2 separate regions of the Mus musculus genome follow, and region 1 is linked to region 2. Evidence: chromatin contacts called from public Hi-C data. All regions are on one chromosome and are shown on one strand. The core of a region is the stretch at or near the end of the contact, and the rest is flanking DNA. Distances in the headings are between cores, read along the strand shown. Region 1 overlaps Hdgfl2 (HDGF like 2). Region 2 overlaps Sh3gl1 (SH3-domain GRB2-like 1).

What was found. Hi-C and Micro-C count contacts between places; a contact is called where the count stands out from the background.
Region 1: a contact with region 2 is called in a Hi-C map of liver, with 1.8 times the contacts expected there. The contact joins two enhancer-like sites. A contact is called at or near these places in 7 of 39 promoter capture datasets (the 3T3-L1 cell line, 3T3-L1-derived adipocytes, erythroid cells and 3 more), 5 of 484 Hi-C or Micro-C datasets (the 3T3-L1 cell line, LSK cells, embryonic stem cells and 1 more), 7 of 115 datasets of contacts at active chromatin or transcription factors (the HPC-7 cell line, embryonic stem cells, epiblast stem cells and 3 more) and 3 of 9 other capture datasets (adipose tissue, liver and pancreatic islet).

Annotation. Positions count from the first base shown.
Region 1 is chr17:56,096,857-56,101,060 of GRCm38.p6, reverse strand. Hdgfl2 (HDGF like 2) reads right to left here. Exons shown (of 16, transcript NM_008233.4): 7 at 4,045-4,204; 8 at 3,898-3,973; 9 at 3,535-3,826; 10 at 3,076-3,179; 11 at 2,504-2,577; 12 at 2,308-2,378; 13 at 1,986-2,087; 14 at 1,674-1,884; 15 at 1,076-1,202; 16 at 456-716. The coding sequence ends at 608. It overlaps Plin4 (perilipin 4), which reads left to right. Exons shown (of 8, transcript NM_001372234.1): 8 at 1-474. Among named protein-coding and RNA genes, the nearest start is that of n-TEctc4, 6.9 kb to the right of the region's middle. Within about 2 kb of position 1,645, at least 11 of the 459 cell types and tissues checked have an H3K27ac peak or open chromatin away from gene starts, as enhancers often do. A contact at or near this core is called in liver, where this site is marked.
Region 2 is chr17:56,025,792-56,029,847 of GRCm38.p6, reverse strand. All of the region lies in intron 1 of Sh3gl1 (SH3-domain GRB2-like 1), which reads left to right. Among named protein-coding and RNA genes, the nearest start is that of Sh3gl1, 8.8 kb to the left of the region's middle. Within about 2 kb of position 1,772, at least 48 of the 459 cell types and tissues checked have an H3K27ac peak or open chromatin away from gene starts, as enhancers often do. A contact at or near this core is called in liver, where this site is marked.

The DNA of each region.
Region 1 (4,204 bases), core at 396-2,895, 71 kb before region 2:
ACTGGCAAACACTGGGCTCAGAGCCTGCAGCTAAGCTTTCCAACAGATGGCATGAGCCTCATTACATCATGCCAAGTTATTGGTGGCTATTGAGGCAGGTGGATACAACCAGGAGGCATGTACCCAACTCGTGAGCCCACTGGGAACACAGAAGAGTGGGGAAGCCCCTGCTGAAAGCTACAGTGAGAGGGGGTTGGGGTGGTGTGGACTGCAACACTCCAGCCCAGAGGCCGAGCTGCCCCAGAGGCACTTTGCTGGTCCCACCTGGGGGTCCCTGCACAGCTAGTGATGGATTTCTGTTGGGTTGTCCTTAGTGTCTGCTTCACTCAAGCTGGTAGAACAGGCTACTCGCTGCACTAAGAGTTCTGCCAGCCTGTGGGTATGAGACCTGCCCTGAATCAGGTCTGGCTCCCTATACTGCTCATGGTAGCCAGCACCTAAGCCAATAAAAGCTGTTTCTTTTTCATTACAAAATTCTTTATAGCCATTTCATGTCAATTGAAATCACAGAACTAGGCAGAAAAGCCCAGACCACAAATACAAACAGCGCAGCACTTCCCTGGGAGGCTGGGGATGGACATGGCACCATGGCCACAGTGGCTGGAGCTCAGCTGTCCTCATTGTCATCATTGGCAGACTCAGAGGCCAGCCGTGTCCTCTCATGGTCCTGACGCTCATTTCCAGGCTTGGCTGGGTCCGAGTTGTCGCGTGGGCTGCTGGGGGCATAAAGAAGGTTGGTAAGCATGCGGTTGCCTGGTGTCACCATGGAGCTAATGGGTCGGTGGGCAGCCAAGGAAGGGTGACACTCCTGTCAAAGGCACCTGTGCCTTGTATGGCCTTCCTGACCCTCCCCAGTCCAACTGTAGCTCAGTCTGGTGGTCAGTGCTCATGGTGGTTACTGGAGGGCTAGACCTAGACAGTCAGCAGGGAGTTCTTTCCCAGAGTACCAGTAGCTGGAAGCCTGGGGTGGCCTAATGTGGGCCAAGATCAGAGTGTTGGTTGGCCCCAGCATGTGGTAGGGGCAGGGTGAGGGCTCCATCGTGCAGGGAATGCACCTGATGTCCCAGGGACTCACTCATGCAGCTCTTCTGAGGAGCCACCCCTGGGGCCATCTTCAGAGTCCTGCCCGTCTTCCTGTGCTCTGTCTTCCATGTTCTCCCCCTTCTGGGATGTGGCCTCACCATTCACAGGTGCTGACCGATCTAGGGAGACAGAGGGTCATTATGAACACACAGCTTGCCTTTCATTAGAACCCTCCTCACCGGGGCTGGTGAGATGGCTCAGTTGGTAAGAGTACCCGACTGCTCTTCCGAAGGTCCAGAGTTCAAATCCCAGCAACCACATGGTGGCTCACAACCATCTGTAACGAGATCTGACACCCTCTTCTGGAGTGTCTGAAGATAGCTACAGTGTACTTTACATATAATAAATAAATAAATCTTTTAAAAAAAAAAAGAACCCTCCTCACTCAGCTGGGGTCAAACTTACAAGCAGTTTAAGTGCATATAGGTGCTATGGCCCAAAGAACACTTCCAGCACCCCATTTCTAGCACCTAGTAGAGCTTGAACACACTGTGCCAGCTGCCCCAGAATGAGGTTAGGTCTGGCAAGCTTGCTGGGGACAAACATGGCACTGTTCCCCTGCCCTCTGGCCTGGTGCAGGCAGCCCTCACCGGTGCTGGGCTCATCCTCTGCCAGCTCTCTGGGAGCCTGCTCCCCCGGCTGCTCCTCTAGCTTCTCGTTATCGGCCCGTTCCTTCTCGGCTCCAGCCTTGTTCACCTTCTGGAGAGCCTCAACTTTCGGCCCCAGGACCCGTGACTTGAGCCGGGTGTAGACCTCTGCTGCCTTCGCCATCACATCCTTGTTGGCCTTGTACCGGCGAATCTGGCCACCAGGAGGCCAGGCTTAGAAGGGCAAATGGCTGTGCCCCGAGACCTCCCCTTAGACACCACCACCATCTCCTAGATGCTTTGCCCATGCTATACCTTCTTCAGCGTTGCTACCACATCTGTGTTCTTCTGAAGAATCTGAGAGGTTACCTGCAGAGTCCCCAGTTCTTCCAGTGCACTCAGACACTTCCTCACATCCTGCAAGGCAAGAGTGGAGAGGCAGCCCAGGCTGTCTCCTAGAATGCTGCCTGCTGTTCCCAGGGGAGACTGCAAGGCAATCCCTGAAATACTATGAAACCCACTCCTCCATCCAGGGGACCCTGCCTCAGTTTCCCAAGACTTCCAAGGAATCAGTAAGGAGGTGGTTGAGGAAAAGCACCCATTTCAGGACAGTGTGGGGTTGCAGCAGGTGTCTTACTGGGTTGTCAACCTTCAGTGCAAATTTGATCTCGCTGTGCAGCTTTTGCAGTCTCTCCTCTACGGAGGGTTCTGGGCAGGAGAGATACTAGCTCGAGCAGGGTGGCTCTGGCCCCAGGTATAAGGTGGCCCAGCCCCTCTCACCATCACAGGTTCACACCGGAGCCGTGCAACCCAACACCATTGCTAGTGCTCACCTTTCTTCTTCTCCCCCTTCCTTTCCAGTGAGAGACCCTCTGACCGCTTCCGCGTCCGCTCCACCTTCACAGGCCTATAGAGAGGCTCCCATCAGACAGGCTATCTTGGGAGGCCCAAGGTGAGGACAGTAAGGCCAGGGGCCTGGGGCCCTCTCTGCTTCTGTGCAGATGAGGATCACGTGGCTGACCTATCACACCCCCTGCTGTGTGGCGACCATGACACACTGCTGACACCCACCACGGGCAGCTCTAATTAGCACTAGCTGGGAATATACTTAGGGAACAAACAGGAGCTGTACTGCACCACCTGCAGCTGAGTTAAAGTTTCTGGGTGCTGTGGATACCGGCTGGATTGCTTTTTGGTATTCTGGACATTGCTGTTGGCCTCTACCCACTCACTATAAGCCAGCAGCTCCTAGTCTGACAGCCACATGTGGCCCAGGAGGGACTCCCATAGTAAGGCAGGGGCAGGGCAAGTCCTGCGGCTGCAGGCTCAAGGGTCGGAGGAACCCTTGGATAGGTGTAGCTCTGAGGCTAAACTCATAGATCCAGGGCTCAGGACAGATGCTGACCTGGCTCGTGGCTTCTCATCTGGCCGCCCTCTCTTCTCCTTTTGCCCAGGCTTCCTTGCAGACTCTGAGCCTGGCAGTTGGGACTTCTTGGCCAACTTCTTCCCCTACAGGGAGCAGCCAAAGGACAGGTTGCTGCCTCAGATAAAATTTGTCCCCTATTCCCCTCATTTAGTCTACAGAGCTGTGGGCTCTGCCCCCGCCCCCCACCCAGCATATCTGGGCAATGGCTCCCCTGGCCTTTAGGAGGATCTTTGAAGTCCAGATCTCCATGTGAGAGACAAGCCATATATATGCTGGAAGGACCCTCGACTGGCTATCCCTATTTTCTAGGCCTGGGGTCCTGTGTTTCCATTGTATCACCAACACCCAGGATGAGGCCCAGTACCCAGTAGGTGCTCAAAAGAGTGGTGCCCAGGGTCAGTGTCTTGTGACTCAGGTGAAGAGGGGGGCACCACACACCTCTTTCCCAAGCTCCCCCTCAGGTTCTGAGTCAGAGGAGGATGGTGTGCCTCGGCCTCGAGCCTTTCGGCTACGCTTCTTCACAGGCTCCTCGTCCTCCAGCTCCTCTCCACTGCTGCCCCCACGCTCTGCCCGCTCCTTGCGCCGCTCCTTCTCCTCCCTCTCCTGTTCTCGAAGTCTCCGGAGCTCTTCCTCCTGCTCCCGTCGCCTCCGAGCCTCCAGCTCACGCCTTCGCTCTTCATCACGTCTCTTCCATTCACTGATGCGGTCTACTTCACCACTGTCACTGTCACTGGGATGGAGAGTCTATCAGTGGGGATCCCAGCACACTCTGCGGCCCCCATATCACTGGGTGACACCCACCTGTCACTGCTGGAGGTGGAAGGTGGTCGTTCTGGCTTTGGTCTCCGCCCTCGGGGTTTTGGGGGTGGCTTCTCAGCTGTGGAAAAGGAGTGGTGACCTTCTCTTCATGGCCTCCCAGGGGTATATGAAAGCTGGCTCAGGTCTTACCTGGCTTTCTACCTCGAGGGGGTTTCTTGACAGACACATCTGAGTCTGAGGAGGATGATGATGAGGACGACGACGAGGAGGATGGAGACGGCTGTGCTGTAACCACAGGCTCCTCCTTGGCCCCATCTGAGTCGGCTTTGGAGTCTGAATCCGAGGCTGA
Region 2 (4,056 bases), core at 523-3,022:
AGCAGCAGTCTCCACACACCCTGGCTCAGGTCTCCATGAGTTGGATCACCTCTAGCCCAGAGACCTACTTCACTTCTTTGTCCAGGCGGCATTGGCTGCATCTCATGCACTTGCATGTAGTTACACTACCTGCCACTCCCTATGGAGTATCTGGAACCACCTTGTCTTTTAGGTCCCTCCTGACCTCCCATTCTGTCTGGGAGCCACTCCTCAGCACCCACCACTCCCACACCCTCATCCCCTATCCCAGCACTGAGTGTGACTCCAGTTGCCGTTCCCCAGCTTGCCCACCAGCACTCATATGGACCTGTGCAGGAGCTCAGGAGCCTCACCAGCTGCCTGTTCACTCCATAGCCTGACTACTCTTCACAGGAAGTGTTTTAGTTATTTCCTTTTCAGACAGTCTTACTCTAATCCATCCTAACTTGAATTCACAGTCCTATTCCAGCTTCCCAAGTCCTGAGGTCACAGCTGTTCACCACCATGTCTAGCCTAAAGCTCCATTTTAAATCTGCCTTTAATGGATTCTTCCAGGGTGTGACATAGTGGCAGAGCCCCTGCCCCCAAAGTCCCCAGTGAGGGGCTGGGGGCGTAGCCTAGGGGTAAAGCCCCCTCCCTGTATGGGCAGGGGCTCTGGCTCCATCACCATAACTCTGGAACAAAAGGTAGGAGGGGAGTCTTGGTGTTTTTGTGTGCCATGATTAGGTAAGTGGAGTTTCAGATACCCTAGGGAGAGAGTGAAGAGTAAATTCTCTGGTTCACAGTGGGTGTCCCAGTGTGGCAGGTTGGAGAACTGTGCAAAGCTCACTCATGCCCACCCAGGAGTTTCCCCTGGCCTTGTGTAACAGTAAAAGGATCATCATAGGAACAGTGTTGTCCCCACACCACCTCTGGGAGTCACCTGGCCCTTGGCAGTTTCATCTTAACTCCCTGGTGTCTAACACCACAGCTTCCCCATGGTCTCAGGGAAATTAGGGTTCTGCAGGTTTGAGACTGAGTCTGAAGACAACTGAAGACCTGAGGATTTGGAGTGAGGTTGTAGGGCCTGGAGGAAGGGTTGGCAGTCAGTGGCTTCTGCTGGCAACTGTCTTAAGGAGTGTCCAGACATCACCATGGCCAGCAGGAATCAACTGCAGTCCAGTCCTGCTGGCTGTCAGCAGGACAGTATGTGATGCCGCTGCTGCTAGGGCTCAGCCAGCTGTGAGTAGAGATGCTCTCTGAGGCCCTTGCAGAGAGGCTCCATTCCACCCTCTCCAGGGTAACAGGCTATGCCTGTGCTCATGCACACTAACAGCTAGCGCTGCCTCTGTTCTTCAGAGCCAGCAGAGTGGCAAGCTGTACTTGGCCCATGTACTCCAGGATTGTACGATACAGGGGCCACCTCCCTTCCTCAGTGTAAGGCACAAGCTGTTTCTGATGACATCTAGAATAAGTCCTGTTAGTTAGGGACCTTGAGATGGCATGGGGCACTGTCAGCAGGAGGTGGCAGATGATGACCCAGTTATCCATATGTGGTGGTTGGAAATCTGCTTTGTGAATGAGCTGTCTGTGAACTCAGATGCTGTCACCATTTCATCTGTCATTTGTCCTAGCAGAGGGGTACGATACCTCTAAGTCTCGCTGTTTTTGCAGTGGGGCAGTACATGGTCATCATGTGGCTGACCCTTGGGCAGGTGCCCTGGCTGAGAGCCCTGCCTGCTTGCTGTGACCATATCGGTATCTGTGATCCTAGCCTGGAAAATAACCAGGTTATTCCATCGGTGTGACCCTGTCCAGGCCCAGAGCCACTGTTGCTGTGTGTTTGAACCCTTGGGGAGGGTGATATTTCAGCCACCCTGTTGTGTTGCCCAAGCTGGCGAACCACAAAAAGCTTGGGAGGCTCCCAGGCCTATGGTCAGTCCTGTTCTCTGAGAACCAGGGCTGCTGGCCTAAGCATGGGTCCTGGCACTCAGGAGACAGAGGCAGGGGGATCACCATGAATCTGAAGCTAAGGCCATCACTTGAACTCTTGCCACTCAGCCTCTATACTTCCTAGCTCATCTGCCATCCCAGGGTCTGCACTCTCAACAGAGCTGGCACCTGGGCCTGTGTTCCTAGTGGGATCAAAGGCTGCCATGCTGCTTCTGGTCCCAGCTCCCCAAGCCTCTCACCAAGTGACCCCGCGGCCTCGAAGCTTCCACGCCTCCACACTCCCAGGCTTCAGTCAGTGCGTGTGCTTTTCAGGCTGATCCCTGAGTATGGTGCTCATGTGCACTTGTGTCCCAGGATGAGGAAATATAAGCCTCACAGGCCACAGAAGCTGAGCTCTGTCAGGATGCTGGTGTGCTGCTGTTGGCTGTGACTGAAGTAGTCCAGTGTCGTTCCAAATTAAGGGTCCTGCACTGGTGACTTGAGAGATGTGTTGAGTGGGACCTGGCCTCTGAAAGTCATCTTCACTCTGCTTTCAGTCACTGTAACAACATGCCTGGGAGGGGCAGTTTTGCCGAGAGAGGTTTGTTCTGGCTTAGTTAGGAGGTTTCAGTCTCTGTCATAGGCCTTTTTGCTTTAGGGATCCCACAGTTCCTAACGAGGGCACACTCATAGATCTAAGGACCAGGATCAGTATCTGGGCCTTTAGAGAATGGAAGCCAGTATTCTGAGCCCTTGCCCTTGTTACTGACTGAAGGCACTTCCTGTGCTGTGCAGACCCAACCTTCAGCTCTGTACACTTGTCCCCTGGGCACTGACAATAAATCACTGGTCACAGGCACTGCTGAATGTTCATTCAGGAAGCTGGCAATATGTCCAGGTTTATGCACAAAACACATTGACCAGGTTAACCCTGTGGGTGTCCTGCACTGCATAATCCTCATTAACTCCTTCCTGCAGTGCCTCTGGAGCTCACAGTGTCTAAGGGCATGGGTTGCAGGAAGGTAGGGCACCTCTGAGACTAATTTCATGTGCTCTCCTGAGGAACGTGTTGGCAGTTTTAATGGGACTATGTCCCATGCCGGGTTCCTCTTGCTCATCTGACAGGCCACTGGCATCCCTCTTGTCTGGCTATTTCCACACAGGTGCCCACTCCTCCCTCCCAGTCGGGCCTAGCACCTCCTATGACCTGCTGGTTGTGTTTGTGCTTAGGTCAATCATCTCTTTTCCCTCTTGAACCTTACAGACAAAAATAATAGTTATTGTAAGACCAGCAACACCTAGACAGGGTGGCTCTAACTAGCCAGTGTCTTGACAAGCACCCAAGCATCCCAAATATGTACAGTGCTGTCTAACTGACAAGGCCAGTAATGGGCAGCCTCTGTAGGAAGGTATGAGTGACTCACAGAGCACATGGCCACTGGAATTCAGATGTGGGAAGAAGAGGGCAGTAAGCATAGATGTCACCCAAACATAATAATGTTGTGCAGTTGAGACTGAGGGCAGGAAGGTTTTGGCACTGCTGTCACTCTGGACTGAAGCTGGGCAGTATTACATCCTTAGTGATATACTTGCTGACACAGGGGAGGGGCCAGGCTTGGGTTGTGTGCATTTTACTCCATAAACTCAAGACGAAAGGTCCTGTGAACACTAAAAGGAGTTGGCACTGCATCCATCAGTGCTCAGTGTCCTTGGGGTAGCCGTGTCCCAGCCTCACTTCTGAGGTGAGCCATGAAAGGATGAGGTGACCACTGTGGGGACATGTGGGTTTCCCAGCCTCCTTCATCCCTACTACCATGGCATGGTAGCCCAGCTATCACTGCTACAGTTGATAGGACACACACAGTCCACTCCCTACCCTGAGATGTGTGGGTGGGTGTCACTAGCATCTGAAGCTTAGCATGGTGTAGGAGAGGCTTCCCCTTCCTTTTCTTTTTTTAATTTTTCATTCATTCATTCATTCATTCATTCATTCATTCATTCATTCATTTTGGAGGCAGTGTCTGTGGCTCAGACTGGCCTGAAACTGTGCCTAAGTTCTGGGGTGCTGTTGGTGAGCGAGCACACGTGAGCCTCACTCAGCCTGGTGAGGCAAGTGCTCCACCACTGTGTCCCAGGGCCTGCTTTGTGTTTGCTTTCTTCCCTTTC